2 separate regions of the Mus musculus genome follow, and region 1 is linked to region 2. Evidence: chromatin contacts called from public Hi-C data. All regions are on one chromosome and are shown on one strand. The core of a region is the stretch at or near the end of the contact, and the rest is flanking DNA. Distances in the headings are between cores, read along the strand shown. Region 1 has its middle 19 kb from the start of Zcrb1. Region 2 holds the start of Gxylt1 (glucoside xylosyltransferase 1).

Evidence for each region. Hi-C and Micro-C count contacts between places; a contact is called where the count stands out from the background.
Region 1: a contact with region 2 is called in a Hi-C map of the Ba/F3 cell line, with 1.8 times the contacts expected there. The contact joins the enhancer-like site here to the promoter of Gxylt1 in region 2. A contact is called at or near these places in 5 of 39 promoter capture datasets (the 3T3-L1 cell line, the C10 cell line, hematopoietic stem and progenitor cells and 2 more), 11 of 484 Hi-C or Micro-C datasets (the Ba/F3 cell line, the G1E-ER4 cell line, bone marrow-derived macrophages and 6 more), 2 of 115 datasets of contacts at active chromatin or transcription factors (bone marrow-derived macrophages and craniofacial prominence) and 3 of 9 other capture datasets (adipose tissue, liver and pancreatic islet).

Annotation. Positions count from the first base shown.
Region 1 is chr15:93,377,550-93,380,947 of GRCm38.p6, forward strand. No RefSeq gene overlaps it. Among named protein-coding and RNA genes, the nearest start is that of Zcrb1, 19 kb to the right of the region's middle. Within about 2 kb of position 1,857, at least 8 of the 459 cell types and tissues checked have an H3K27ac peak or open chromatin away from gene starts, as enhancers often do. A contact at or near this core is called in the Ba/F3 cell line, where this site is marked.
Region 2 is chr15:93,273,838-93,276,912 of GRCm38.p6, forward strand. It overlaps Gxylt1 (glucoside xylosyltransferase 1), which reads right to left and starts at 1,342. Exons shown (of 7, transcript NM_001357006.1): 1 at 1,039-1,342. The coding sequence starts at 1,244.

The sequences.
Region 1 (3,398 bases), core at 607-3,106, 100 kb after region 2:
TAACTGAGTAATACTGGTTATATTATGAGATATGGTTTCCCACCTCCCAAAGTCTCTAGGCTCCATGGCAGAGACAGTGCAAAACAGAAGGGGCCTACATACATACAGTAATAGTACAGCCCTCAAAGCCACTCAGAGATACCCAAAAGATAAATGGCCAAGGTTCGAAAGGGCCTTACTAAACACGAGAGAGACTTGAGACTATTCAGCTTACGGTTATAAAGAGTCACCAACAGTTTCTCCAAAACCTAGACAACGAAGCCTTCCAGCTCCAGGGATCCCCATGGTTGGGCTTTCTAGTTACCAGTGAAAGGGGAGAATGGGAGACCAAACCTTTTAGGTCCAGACTCCATCCTAGACCTAAGGTTGAACTTGAGTTAACTAACAAACTGGCACCTAGCACCAGTTTCCAGGTTATTCCCCAACAAATCTGCACCTCCAAGTTACAAGCCCGCCCCTGTCACTTCACTTCCTAACAACCACCAATCAGGAGGAGAACAGAAGTTACGTTTATGGTCTGGTTCCCAGCACCAGCCAATTATGCTTAAGGCCGTAATGTTTCCCCAATCAGATGTGTGCCAGTCTAGATACCCTCTTCTTGCCTCTGTAAATGCTTACCTGAAACTGAGGGCCTCCTCCCATTCTCCTGCATCAGGGACGGTGGTGTGGCCCAAGCTCGAGCTTGAATAAAGAGACCCTAGTGCGATTGCATCGTAATTGGCTCCTTGGTGGTCTTTAGGGGGGAGGGGCTCATAAACTTTCCTGGAACAACAAGGAGAACTGACCCTTTGACTTCAATTTGCGCCCTGTGGCATGTCGCATGCACTCTCATCCACATAATATACATATTTGCACGCAAATATTTTAAAAGATTTATTTATTTATTTATTTATTTATTTATTTATTTATGTGAGTACACTGTAGCTGTACAGATGGCTGTGAGCCTTCATGTGGTCGTTGGGAATTGAATTTTTGTTTTGTTTTTGTTTTTGTTTTTCGAGACAGGGTTTCTCTGTGTAGCCCTGACTGTCTTGGAACTCACTCTGCAGACCAGGCTGGCCTTAGGAATTGAATTTTTTTAGGACCTCTGCTCGATACACTCACTCTGGTCAACTTCGCTTGCTCAGTTCCTGCTTGCTCCAGCCCAGAGATTTATTATTGTACATAAGTACACTGTAGCTGATTTCAGACACACCAGAAGAGGGCGTCAGATCCCATTACAGTTGATTGTGAGCCACCATGTGGTTGCTGGGAATTGAACTCAGGACCTCTGGAAGAGCAGCCAGTGCTCTTATCCGCTGATAATGGGATCTGATGCCCTCTTCTGGTGTGTCTGAAGACAGCTACAATGTGCTCATATACATAAAATAAATAAATAAAGATAAAAAAAAAAACAAAACCCAATGGCACAGGATCCTCCTTATGCTGTTAGTATATCAGTGGCCATCTGGTTTTGTATGATGGCATCCTTCATCATTTTAACTTCGGAATTTTAAAAAATGAGATCCTAGAGCCGGGCAGTGGTGGCACACACCTTTAATCCCAGCACCAAAAACAAACAAACAAACAAACAAACAGAAAGAAAGAAAGAAAAGAAAATGCCTTTTTTATTGTTGTTGGTTAAAGGGAACTTTTAAATTACTTAATGGTTCAAAAGTATATATAGTCTTGTCTGTGAGAGACTCCTGAGGCAACAATGCTTCTAAGGGATGAGCCCCAAAAGATGTCAGCTGTCAGCTCTCTCTCTCTCTCTCTCTCTCTCTCTCTCTCTCTCTCTCTCTCTCTCTCTCTCTCTCTCTCTCTCTCATGTATACAGCATTCTTCCTGCATGTACACATGTAGGCCAGAAGAGGGCGCCAGATCTCATTATAGATGGCTGTGTGAGCGGCCATGTGATTGCAAGGAATTGAACTCAGCACCTCTGGAAGAGCAGACAATGCTCTTAACTTCTGAGCCATCTCCCCAGCCCTAGTCTGGGTTCTCTTATCTCATGGGGACCCCAACTCAGATAACACTGGACCGTGGCTTTGATGCAGAAAAGAATTCCAGGACCAGCCAGTATGGAGCAGAGTTGAGAGTGTGTTTTGTTTTGGTTTTGGTTTTGGTTTTGGTTTTTGGTTTTTGGTTTTTGGCTTTTGGTTTTTCAAGACAGGGTTTCTCTGTATATCCCTAGCTGTCCTGGAGCTCACTTTGTAGACCAGGCTGGCCTCGTACTCAGAAATCTGCCTGCCTCTGCCTCTAGAGTGCTGGGATTAAAGGCGTGCGCCACCATGCCCATCGAGAGTGTTGTTTTTGTTTTGTTTGTTTGCTTGGGTGTTTTTGTTGTTCTTGTTGTTTGCTTGTTTTTAAAATCCAATAATATACTGAGCTCTCACTGTGTAGTCCTGGTTGACCTGGAACGCACAGTGTAGACCAGTCTGGGATTTAACTCACAGAGATTAACTCTCAAATGTGTACCTCCATTCCCCAGTTACTAAAAAGTATTTTCTATCAGCTTTAAGCATGAGAGTTAACAGTAAGAGAGGCACTCAGAAAGTAAGGTCCGTCCTAGAGTCTGACTGTATGCTTCCGGAAGAAGAATCACACAGGGATAAACTATTAAAACTATTAACACTTTAAGAGTTAATTCAAGTCCGCATTAGCAGCAACCTCCTCCCCCAAGTGTCTTATTCTGAAGAGAAATTCGCCCTCGGGGAAATTCGTCTGCTCAGGCTGCTCCCCATTCATCGGACACATGCAGTAGACAGACCCGTAAGACCAGGTGACATATTGGACACACACAGTAGACAGACCTGTAAGACCCAGTGACATAAATGACTGCTTCAGTCCCCATCGCTGGAGTCAAAGAAGTTTTCTTTCCAGATATAAATGGTTTCCTTGGAGTTGCCTTGAGTCCCAGAGCTCAGGTCCCACGTACAGAGTTAACATCTGATCATATCCATTATCTTGTGTCCGTATGAGGACTCTTGACTGTTGACTGTGGTGGTCCCATAAATAATTTAAATGCAGAATTATGCTCTCTCTATGTCTACGTATTGCTGAACACACACACACACACACACACACACACACACACACACACGTCTTAGGGTTTCTACTGCAGTGAAGAGACACCATGACGATGGCAACTCTCCTAAAGGAAGACGTTTAACTGGGTCTGGCTTACAGTTCCAGAGGTTTAGTCCATTATCATCATGGCGGGAAGTATGGTGACACACAGGCAGATATATGGTGCTGGAGAAGGAGCTGAGACTTCTACACCTTGATCTACAAGCAGCAGAAGGAGACTGTGAACCACACTGGATGTAGCTTGAGCATAGGAGACACACTTCTTCCAACAAGGCCACACCTCTTAAGAGAGCCACTCCCTATGGGTAGGTAAAGCATTCAAACACAGG
Region 2 (3,075 bases), core at 92-2,591:
ACATTGCTCTGCGGACCAGGCTGGCCTCGAACTCAGAGATCTGCCTATTTCTGCTTCCCGAGTGCTGAAATTAAAGACATGCACCACCACCGCCAGGCTTTTAAATGTGTAGCCCAGGCTGGCCTCGAACTCATGGTCCTCCTGCCTCCGCTCTCCTCGGCAAATCCTACTGGGGGTCTGGGGGTGTAGGTTGTAGGCAGTGGAACCTGAGAGCACACCTATACCCCACATTTCTCTGACTACAATCAAACCATAAACCAAGAGCTCACTATCTCCATGCTAGCTTCTCTTTTACCCGCTTCCCGCTGGAAAAGACCATCAACTCTCAGATGCTACATAGACAACAGCTCAAAGTGGATGTACTCTTTTTACAATTCCTGTCTTCCACTCTCCAATTAGTTGGTCTCAGAACTGCCCAAACACAGGAATCCACCAAGGAGGCAGTGCGAATTAAGTAAACTGCCCAAACAGTTTTCCATTTAAATTTCATGATTCTAACCGTGGCAGTGACTTATGCAAATCCACCAACTCATTATGCTGTGTTATAAATATTCATTTCTTTTTTTTTAAAGTGATTTCTTCATACCTTACTCCTCCCATAGATATAAGCATATTAAGTATCACTCATGTTTCTGAACTTCCTTTACGTTTCCAAAAAAACGAATATTTTCAAAATAAAAATTCACAGCTCGCTTTATGCCACATCCAGATTTCTTTAGCTACGGCTACTGATAAAAAGCTAAGATTTAGGCGGAAAATTTAGACACCTGGGAGGTGGAGGGCTCAACTAGGGCGCCAGCCTGATTCTCAAATTACTCAGCTTCGACTCCATGGAAACAGGAGGGAATCCCACTAGCCGCAGTGTAATTAGGATTTTGTGGGACACCACTTACTTCCAACGAACCTTTCAGAAAGTTGCAAAGCGATTCAATTTCTAACTGGTCTAACACTGAATCTGAAGCCAGCCAGCCAGTGCTCGGTGATGGAGCGGCGCGTCCGGCCCTCCCAGACCTCCACTCCCGGCAATGCGGCTCATACCTGCCCGTCCGGCCCGGGCCCGCGCTGCCCGCGCCTCTCCCCGTGCCGCGTCCACCGTCCGCCAGCCAGGAAACTACCGCGGCCTGCGGCCTGCGGCCCCCGGCAGCTCCTTCCTCCAAGGACACCGCGAGCTGGCTGAAGGCGTACAGCAGCGAGCAGAAGCCGCAGGCCAGGCACAGCCCTACGACCCGCAGGTAGCGCCGCATCCCGGCCCGCGCTGCCGCCACCGCCGCTGCCGCCGTCACCGCCGTCACCGCCGCCGCCGCCGCGCCCGCCCGGGCGAACTACGAAGAATCGCAACGCGCAGCCGCAGCGTGACCAGCCTGGTTCCCGCCCCTCCCCGCTCCGCCCCTCCGCCCGAATCCCCGCCAGGTCCCACTCGGTCCCATGCCGCCCAAGCCCAGCACCCCACACGACACGCCCCTAGCCCTGCCATGCCCCGCCCCGCTCACAGCCCCTCCCACATCCGGCGCAGGCCCCGCCTCTGTTTCAAACCACAGCCCCTGCCTGGTATTGTCCCGCCTCCGGGCCACGCCCCAACGCCCGGCCAAGGCTCCGCCTCCGCAGCGCACCCGGAAGCGGAGCTGAGCGCTGGCGCTCTCCCGGCCTTCACGCCGAGCCTTGAGATGGATGCTGGTTCCTCTTTACAGATTGCCCGGCTCTGAGCTGTGGACAAGTGTAGCGAAAGAAGCAGGGCTGTAGGCCCTTGCCCTAAATCTGCGATTTTTCTTTGCGCAGTTTGTGGCGCTGGGCAACTTGAATTCTCAGGCATCGCTGCGTTGACTAAAAAGAAACCGTGGTTACCGCACTTGCTAACTCTTCCTCGACCCATCCTGCTCCTCACGGACCTCAGCGTCGGGTCTAAAACATCTGTGCTTCGTGGGATGTCGTAAGGCGGCGGTAGTGCAATGGTGCTTTGCTTGCCCATCCACACAAGGCTGGGAAGGCAGCCTTATTAGACGTTGCTGACAAATCATTTGCATACCCAAAGCAAAACTGGTCCTCTCCAAACCCGGCCTCCCTTCCTTCCCGCCACACTCCACGCCTTGAGCTGGGTCACGCTGAAGCCTCGTAGGGACCTAGGGACGGGGAGGAAGGCAGATATTGAGAATGTGCAGCTCGGGGACTTTGGTACGGGAGACCTGTGGACGATTTAACAAAGCTTAAACTCTATGATTATTCTTAGTCCCTTAATAGGCTTTCGTTGACCAATCGTGTCATACCCAACATACTTTTGGCTCAAAACCTTTAAAGCAACCTCATCGAATCAATGGTTTCCACCATTCTGAAAGCTTAAAATGTCATTAGATGAGATCTGACACCTGTCAGTTTTTCCTGTTTGCTATAATCAATCTGATGGTCCAACCGGTATCTGGAAACTGCCTTAACTTCTGACTTTATTCTGTATTGGAACGTGTTATTCCACCCAACCCGAATCCATGTTCCCAGGCAATACACACGCCATTCACATCTGGTGCAAAAGCTCTTATTCCCTTTTGAAGAAGGCTGTTGTACAAAGACAGGATAGCCACCGGGTGTGGACACGCCCCAAAGTGAGTCGCTTGTACCTTCCAGTTAGTATAGCAGAGTATTCCTGAGCGAGGGTGGCCCTCTTAAGAGAAGGAATTCTAGACTGAGCGAGCAATGAAAGCGGCTCTCGTATTCAGGAGACTGAGAAGCGCGATGCCAGGATGAGTCCGCAAGAAAGGACTCGGGGAGTGGTTAAGACTGCAGAGAGGGATAGCAGTTACTCTTGGAAACTCTTGGAAGTTTGAACTTGATCTGCTTGAAGGTTTTTAAGGAAGGAAGGAAGATGATCACATTTGCATGTTAGAGAGCGAGTCTGGTTGGAGTGAAGGCTGGGACAGAGATGAGAGATTGGAGTAAGCGAATCCAGAGCCAAAACTGAGACTTAAACACTTAAAAATCCACTTAAAATGCACACAAGATATACTTGAACACACTTAACCTGCACATGCACCTAAATACATGTAAACAATTAAATGCTTTAGATGCACGCTTAAAACACATATTTTT